Regions from separate parts of the Mus musculus genome. Here region 1 is linked to region 2. Evidence: chromatin contacts called from public Hi-C data. All regions are on one chromosome and are shown on one strand. The core of a region is the stretch at or near the end of the contact, and the rest is flanking DNA. Distances in the headings are between cores, read along the strand shown. Region 1 overlaps Camkmt (calmodulin-lysine N-methyltransferase). Region 2 has its middle 19 kb from the start of Abcg8.

The links. Hi-C and Micro-C count contacts between places; a contact is called where the count stands out from the background.
Region 1: a contact with region 2 is called in a Hi-C map of the N1E-115 cell line, with 8 times the contacts expected there. The contact joins two enhancer-like sites. A contact is called at or near these places in 2 of 15 datasets of contacts at CTCF or cohesin (the NIH/3T3 cell line and embryonic stem cells), 9 of 484 Hi-C or Micro-C datasets (the AtT-20 cell line, the G1E-ER4 cell line, the N1E-115 cell line and 4 more), 3 of 115 datasets of contacts at active chromatin or transcription factors (astrocytes, embryonic basal ganglia and embryonic stem cells) and 1 of 9 other capture datasets (embryonic stem cells).

What each region holds. Positions count from the first base shown.
Region 1 is chr17:85,178,468-85,182,479 of GRCm38.p6, forward strand. All of the region lies in intron 3 of Camkmt (calmodulin-lysine N-methyltransferase), which reads left to right. Among named protein-coding and RNA genes, the nearest start is that of Gm36826, 22 kb to the left of the region's middle. Within about 2 kb of position 2,399, at least 14 of the 459 cell types and tissues checked have an H3K27ac peak or open chromatin away from gene starts, as enhancers often do. A contact at or near this core is called in the N1E-115 cell line, where this site is marked.
Region 2 is chr17:84,700,639-84,704,486 of GRCm38.p6, forward strand. No RefSeq gene overlaps it. Among named protein-coding and RNA genes, the nearest start is that of Abcg8, 19 kb to the left of the region's middle. Within about 2 kb of position 2,118, at least 21 of the 459 cell types and tissues checked have an H3K27ac peak or open chromatin away from gene starts, as enhancers often do. A contact at or near this core is called in the N1E-115 cell line, where this site is marked.

The DNA.
Region 1 (4,012 bases), core at 1,149-3,648, 480 kb after region 2:
CTTACATTTACAAGTTTGTAATTTAAAAGAGATTTTCAGAGTTCACTAGGACTGTAATGGTTTGGGTTAGAGGCTTTTTTCTTTTCTTCAGAGGTAATTGTGGAAGACGAGTGGCTGAGATGATCAGGAGCCAGTGCAGGCAGATGCTGCTGCAAAGTCCTTGCTAGACTTGATGCAGCCATCACATCCACGGGGTCATGGTGCTGTGACTGTGCACAAGTCCTGAATAAGATCAAGCCAACCGAGATGTCAGCACAGATGGAGAGACCCACCGAGTCCCACCCTAGCCGGGGAGCTGCTGGCTATGGATGGCGGCTGTGTGAGGGAGTCAGTCAGTTTTCATCAGGGATGCAGCTCCCCAGAGGTTGCCCATGCTGCTGTGCAGGGTCTTACTCCCATCACACAGAGCAGCAGCAACTGTGAGAGATAAGGAAAGTATGCTCCATTTGGGATCAGACTGAGCTGGGTTTAGAGACCAGCCTTGTGACTGTCTGAGTCGCCTCCAGGGAGTCTGTCAATAGGAAGCCATCAAACCAAACCTTGTGACCGATTCAGAGGATGAAATGAATTCATGTAAGTGAATAGCGTGTGACGCAGAGTAGGTCCTCAAGAAACTCTGGCTTCGTCATTGACCTGTCAAGAGTTTAAAATTTATAATGGAACAGTCTGTTTTCAGGGGTTGTGGTGGTTTGGGTTTTGATGTGCCATTTGAATAGAAAGTACATTTGGAGAGTTTTCAAGCAACCATTCATCTAGCGGGGATTTTTCACCTAACAACAGCTTTTGTGCAATGCTTTTACAGTATACAAAAGTTAACTTTGCATTCTCTCCGCAAGGGAACTGAGAAAATGGATGAGAGGCAATTAGAGACAAATACTTCTGAAACAATGTTGCTAGATGAAATTATTTAAGTGCTGCTAAGGTTGGGGCTGCAGCTCAGAGGTAGAGTACCTGCTTGTCTGTGTGTAGAGCTCTGTGAATTCATACAGAAAATATTGGGTTCAATTTCTAATACCTCCCCAAAGTTTCCTTCCTTTCTCTCTCTCTCTCTCTCTCTCTCTCTCTCTCTCTCTCTCTCTCTCTTGGTTTCTCTCTCTCTTTCTTTCTCTCTCTTTCTCTCTTTCTTTCTTTCTTTCTTTCTTTCTTTCTTTCTTTCTTTCTTTCTTTCTTTCTTTCTTTCTTTCTTTCTTTCTTTTTTTGGTTTTTCAAGACAGGGTTTCTCTGTGTAGCCCTGGCTGTCCTGGAACTCACTTTGTAGACCAGGCTGGTCTCGAACTCAGAGGCAGAGGCAGGCAGATTTCTGGGATCAAAGGTGTGTGCCACCACCGCCCGGCTCAAAGTTTCCTTTCTTCTCCCCAGTTGAAGGTGAAATAATCTAAATGTGGAATAGAGAAGATGTCTCTATGACACAGCTGCTTAGGTCGGATCTTAATTTACCCAATATAAAAATAATTTAGGCAAAAATGTCACATTTTTAATGTTAAGTGACAGATAAACAAAGATTTGCCACGGAGACTTTTGGAGCTTTAGTTACAGCATCAGTGCCTTAGATTTCTTGGAAGTGAGAAGAGACAACACCCAGGCCAGGCTTAGGATCCCCTCAGTTTCCCTCAGCATCATAGCTGGAAGGCCTGGGTAAATCTACAAAAATAGTGTTGAAGCTAGCTTTAGAATTTCAATAGTTATTGTATATTCAACACAGCCACAGAAGCACTCTATTTTCATTTTAAAAATTTACAATTAAAGTGATTTAGGTACACCTCAAATACTTGATTATATACAAACCCATTACAGGGTTTATGCACACAGTAAATCCCTTCTTATTATGGGGTTTTGTGCACATTAAATGCCTGGTTGTTGTAGATTGTTGTTTTTCTTGTTACCATTAAATGTAACATTTTCCTAGGTGATGAAATGTGTTATTATTGGGAACATTTATTTGAGTGTGCATTCTGTAGTTTAAAAGAGAAAGGTATTTAAACAGCAAAGACTTAGCTGTTATGAAATTTATTTTTATAAATAGCTTTCAGCAAAAACCAGAGCAGTGCTTTAAAATTACAGTTAAAAAAAATCATTTAATCATCACACTTCCTGTTGGCTAATAGGGTAGTAAGTGACTTTTCCTCTTGCAATAGGCTGCTCTAGCTCTGCCCACTAAGTGGGTCTGAGCGTACCAGGCTGGTTTCCGTCAGCCTCCACACAAAGTGCTGAGAGTTCAGGGAGCATATCTTTCCTTCCCCGTAAATTCACTTAAGTACTAGTCGTGCTGCGGCTTTAACTGGGGCAGACAACCAGACTTGAGATAAAATGAAAATAATGGTCCAGGCTGGGTGCAGGGGATGGTAGAGCGCACATCAATACGCTGAGTGTGAGTCTATGTTAATGTGGGCCTGATGGATCAGCTTTCTCTTTTAGCCTGGAGGACCATTAAGCCCTGGAAGCTGGGTCAAACTGATAGAGTCGGCAAATATACAGCTCATCACTTAGCAGCGGTGGTTAACCGGCACGGCTGCCTAATGTGCAGGAACAACGCTGCTTAAACATTCGCCATGATCAGGACACAGATCGGGAAGAAGATAATAGATTCTGCCTTCATTTGCATAATCAAAGCTTCTCATTTTCCACCTATAGATAATATAAGAGGGGGCGAAACCACAGCCAGCACTTCCATTATGCTGTTAATCTTGAATCTCAGCAAATAATTTCCATAAAAATGTAAATAACTTGTTTCAAAAAAAAATTGCAATGGAAAGGTTTTCCTGTGTTGCTTCTTTGGGGTTAAATTGTAGATACAGGTAGAGCGCTCCTGTCCTGAGGATTTTGAGGGATAAGAAATAAAACTAAGTTTTCCTCCTTTTTGTAATTATGAATTCTTATAGTGATTTGACTCATGTGCAAAACTTTTTGCCGTGTTAAGCCAGATTGCTTTTAGTGTACGGGATTTGAAAAAAAAAAAGTTGCAAGTTACCGAGGTGACCAAAAAACTTGGTCGTTTATTTCCCCTCAAAGCAGAGAAATGGCAAAGTTCATAGTAAAATGAAAATGAACAATGGGAGAAAGGAAAGAGCGCAGGGCCAAGAGTTACCCTTCACAGAGCTCAGCACCAGGGGCCCTCTGGCATCTCACAGTGGCGCGTCCCCCATCACCTCCATCTTCCTGTCTCCCCTTCCATCTAATCACGCCACAGCTGGGGTGGGTAGCGCTGTTAGCCAAGTACTTTCTTACATAATTTCCAAAGTGTTAAACTTTTAAACCTGGCATCACTAGCTTATCAGAAATATTGAATTCACATTTTTGTATTGTGTGGACCTTTGTATCCACTCTTAAAGAGACCTCTTTTGAGCACTCCTATTTCCTATTTCCGCCGCGGTCTTGAGCACAGCGTATCTTGTAGGTACTTCTGCCTCATTTATAAAAAGGAGGTCATGAGGAAGTTCCTGGAGTGACTGGGCTTAGGGGCAGCTAGGCCTGTTACTCATATTGTCGTCCGAGGCAGGTGATGACAGGCTTGAGGCCAGCCTGGGCTACAGAGCAAGGGTTTTGTGTTAAAGTCTGATTGTAAAGGAATTTGTATTTTGTGTATATGGACGTGTCGTGGGCGTGGTCCACGCATGTGACCGCACCGCATAGCCCTGTGCGGTGGCGTACGGAGGGAGGCCCGAGCGGCATGCTGGCTGGCTTCCTGTGCTGCTTCCCACCCTGTTCCCCCGAGACAGGGTCTCTCCCTGACCCTGAGCCCCTGCTGGATACCTGGAACACTCCTGAGATCTGCCTGTCTCTGAGCTCACGGGCAAGGGGGGGTTGTGTCTCCCATTCTATGTGGGATTTGGACCCAGCTCTTCAGGGTTGCAAGGTGAGCATTCTTACCCATTTACCCAGCCCTGTACTTTTTTTGTTGAAGGAAAAAAAATATTAAGTGCTTCTGTGTATCTTGTTGGATTCTATACTGAAGTCTCTATGAAAAAAAAAAACCTAACATAAATTCTGTATAAAATGGTTTTGGGATATGTGT
Region 2 (3,848 bases), core at 868-3,367:
GGATTAAAGGCGTGCGCCACCACCGCCTGGATGTATCTTCTTAATCATGTTCCTTTCAGTCACTGGGAACTCTAACAAAACAAAGTATTTGAGGATCAGGGATCATCTTGAATTTTCCAAGCTCAGCCCTGGGGTTGGATGCTTCTCTGTAGAAACCTGACTTTTTAGTGGGGAAAGATAGATAGGAGCCCAGAAGTGAATGAGTCTGCTCGGCTGCTGTGCATCGCTACTTCCGGACTCTCAGTGGGCAGTGAGTGAACACGTGTGCAAATGTGCATGTGTGTACTCAGTCTTAACTGCGTATGTGTTCGTGTTCATACTCTAGTTCATCCAGCACTCGCTTTAACAGCTTCCCCAGTCTGTGCATGGGAGACACCTGGTTTCTGTGTCCATCCCTCTTCTGATGAGTCCTGTTTGTACTCTCCCTTTGGTTCATTCCCCATGCATGACTCTATCTGCAGAGCCTCCAGTCTGTTCTGCAGCCCCTCCCCAGGTCCCAGCTCTGTTTTGGTAACCCACTGTCTTTAGGCCTGGATGGAGAAGTGTAGAAGAAGCAGAAAGCAGTCATCTGACTTTGTAAGCTTGTCACTCAGTATGCTGTGGTACCCAGAACTCAGAGCACCAAAGATGCTGAAACTCAGGCTTGCCCACAGAGCAGGAGTCCTCCATCCTGTCTGAGTGCATCATAGCTGGTGTTGATGCATCCTAGGCTCTAACTCCAATGTTCTCCAGGGCACACAAGGCCCGGGAAGAGAAAGGCCGGGGTGCTAGGAACATCCAGTACTATCCAGTGCCCCTTATCTTCATTGCAAAGGGGCAGATTTTTCTTGTGGGTTGTAAATTTTTTCTGCTAAGGATATTTTAGGCTTTGATAGCCATATAGCCTGCCAGTAGGCTGTGCTGATGTGAACTGTTGCAACCACAGTAGAATGTGGAAGATGTGGGTGTGTTTCAGTAAAACAGCTTATAGAAGCACATAGCTCCTAGACTTGGCCTGAGGCTGCAGCTTGCAGACTCTTAATCCAAAGAGGAAGTTATAAAATGTACACTGTAAACTTTCCAAATTCAAGTTACACTATTGATGGGGAACTAACAATTAAACTGAAAATAATCATCTATGTTTTTGTAATTTTTTAAAACCGCTCTTGCTCTTAAAGATACTTAAAATAATCTTTCCCTGGGTTGACCTGTCTACAGGGGTAGATATCCTGCTTTTTTTTTTTTTTTTTTAATGTAGATTAAACTACATACAGAGAACATACTGAAAGTATGTCAAATCCAAGGGTCCTTCCAACACTCAAATTACTTAGCAGAAAATCGTGGCCTGGCACAGGGGAGCAGCTTCCTTAGGGCACACCAGCCATGAGGCACCGGGAGGAGCCGGCTGCAAAGGAAGCAAGCCCTTGGGTATTTTGCTGCAGATATAAGTTATTTGGACAACAGTTCAGTGTGCGTGCCTGAAAATGTCCTTATGTCGGCTCCCATCTTACCTCCGATGTCACTTGTGTTTGATAAACTGGTCATCTAGGACGGTTCCTGTGAACAGCTAGGGTAAAGAGCTTGGTGGCAGAAGAGGTAATTAAATCAAAAGCCTGAGGCTCAAGCCCCAACACCCAAACCTAAAACAAATATTGCCAGCCATGGTCCAGAGCAACGTTCAGTGTCCGTGTTAGGGAGGGCAGGCTGGTACAGAGAGTGGTACAGCAGTGTGTGGGGCTTCCAGCTCGGAATGAAAGAGAAGCGTTCAGGAAGTGGGTTAGGCTTTCTCAGCACTTGCCTGCTGTCCACTGGCTAGGTGACCTGCTTGTTTATTGTATATGACAGCCTTGTCTGTTTGTAGAGTTGAAGTGTTGTTTCTCCAAACTGAAAAACAGCTCTGCTGTTCCTTGCTAGAAAAGGGAAGCCTTATTTTCTCTTCTTTTCTTCTGTTAACTTCATTACTGCAGCACAGAATCTCTAATGTGCTAGGTCTGACTTCAGAACACAGTTGAAAGGTCGCCAACAGTGACAAGTATCTGAGGTCATCAACTTACAGATTTCACATCATGATCAGCTGGCCTCACTGACAAAGCTTTTTGTTTTGGAGGACTCCTTGGGCCTCAGATCCACCCTCCCAACTGAGCTACATTTTGGGGACCAAAGAATAGCACATGGAGGGGAACTGTCCAGTGTGCACAAACCAGGCATTTCGTAAACAGAGCTTGCAAGGAAGCACGGCCTGAAATCCATGGGGCTCACCCCATGAGGCCCACTGTGAACCCACCAGGTAGGTCTGCAGAACATTAGAAGAACCCCGGGGCTTTGGAAAGAATAAACAGGCCAAGAATGGTCTCCAGTGGCTGCCCGGGCAGGGTCAGTGAAGATGCTACAGATGGATTTCAGCTCCAGCGACTGTGCAAAGCAGCTTGCAAGAGCAGGAAGTCTGGAGTCTGTCTTACCTGGGGCTGCTGTTTCTAATCCGTATGCAAAAGAGAACTGGCTGCTTTCACTCTGCTAATGCAGCCACGTTCTCTATTTGTACTCAGGCTGTATAATGTGGGCTTTGTAAAGTCTGCTGGCCTGAAAGCAGGATACATTTCTAATGGAAACACTCCCACGCATGATTGTACAACAGCAAAGCGATAAATTACCGTGATTTTGGACCTCCTGTGGTTATCAGTTCCACCACACTTGAAGAAATGTTGCTTTTGCTTAGAAATTCTACAAATATTTTTTTCAGAGAGGCAAATATTAAATGAAAATTGTGCTGAAAGCCATGAGGGAGGTGTGCAGAATGCATGCACTGTGGACTGCAGGCGTGATTATACCAGAAAGTGATTTGCAACATAAAGCTTGTCTATAATTTGCTGCGACTCATAAATTTGATTATACCAAGCACTGGCTATTGGATTAAATAGAAGAAAAAAACGTTTTTCAGTGTAAGATGTCCAGAAACTGGTAACACTGTATCAGTGTGAAGGGTGTTTTGTTGTTTTAGACTTTTAATTGGACTGCCTTAGTTTTGTATTCTCATGGTTACTTTTTTCTTTCTTTTTTTTTTTTTTTTTTGAGACAGGGTCTGTATGGTCATGGTTGGCCTTGAATTCAACACCTACCTGCCTCTGTTTCTCAAATGCTGGGATTAAAGGCATCTACAACTATGCCCAGTGGGAAAGACTTTGAAAAACACATTTTTATTTTACCTTCGTTTTTGCCTGCATTTAAATGCATATATGTGCGCTTAACACGCATGTGCATGCGGTGTCCAAGGAGACCATAACTGGACACTCTGGAAGTCGAGTTACACACACAGAATGTTGTAAGCAGTCATATGGGTGCTGGGTGGGAACTGAACCCAGGTCCTTTGCAAGAGCAACAAGTTCTTTTAACCACTGAGCCATCTCTCCAGCTCAAGAAAAAGACTTTTTAGGAAGCCCTAGCTTATATCTGACTTATTGCTGCAAACCTACGCAAACTGACTTAGGTTTTCTTATCCTGATAATCAGGCAAGAGGGGTGCCTGGTATGGTAATCAGTGCTTAGGAGCCATGGAACTCAATATACCTGATTCAATTTGATGTGATGCTGCGGGTCTGTGGGACTATGGGACCAAGAGCCAGAGTTCACAATCTGTTCAGAAGGTAATGAGAGATGCATGCAGCCATGGGAGCCTTGGACAGGTAATACTGATGGCCGAGTGCTTCTGAATTCTGTGACCATCTCTGCAGTGTGTAAAAGATGCTCCTCCCCTTGGAGTGTCAACACATCTGAACTCAATTGTTTCTGCCTGAGACAAGAGTTCTAGAACTAAATATGTAAATCAGGTTGGCTTTGAACTCAGAGATCTTCTTCCTGCCTCAGCCTCTGGTG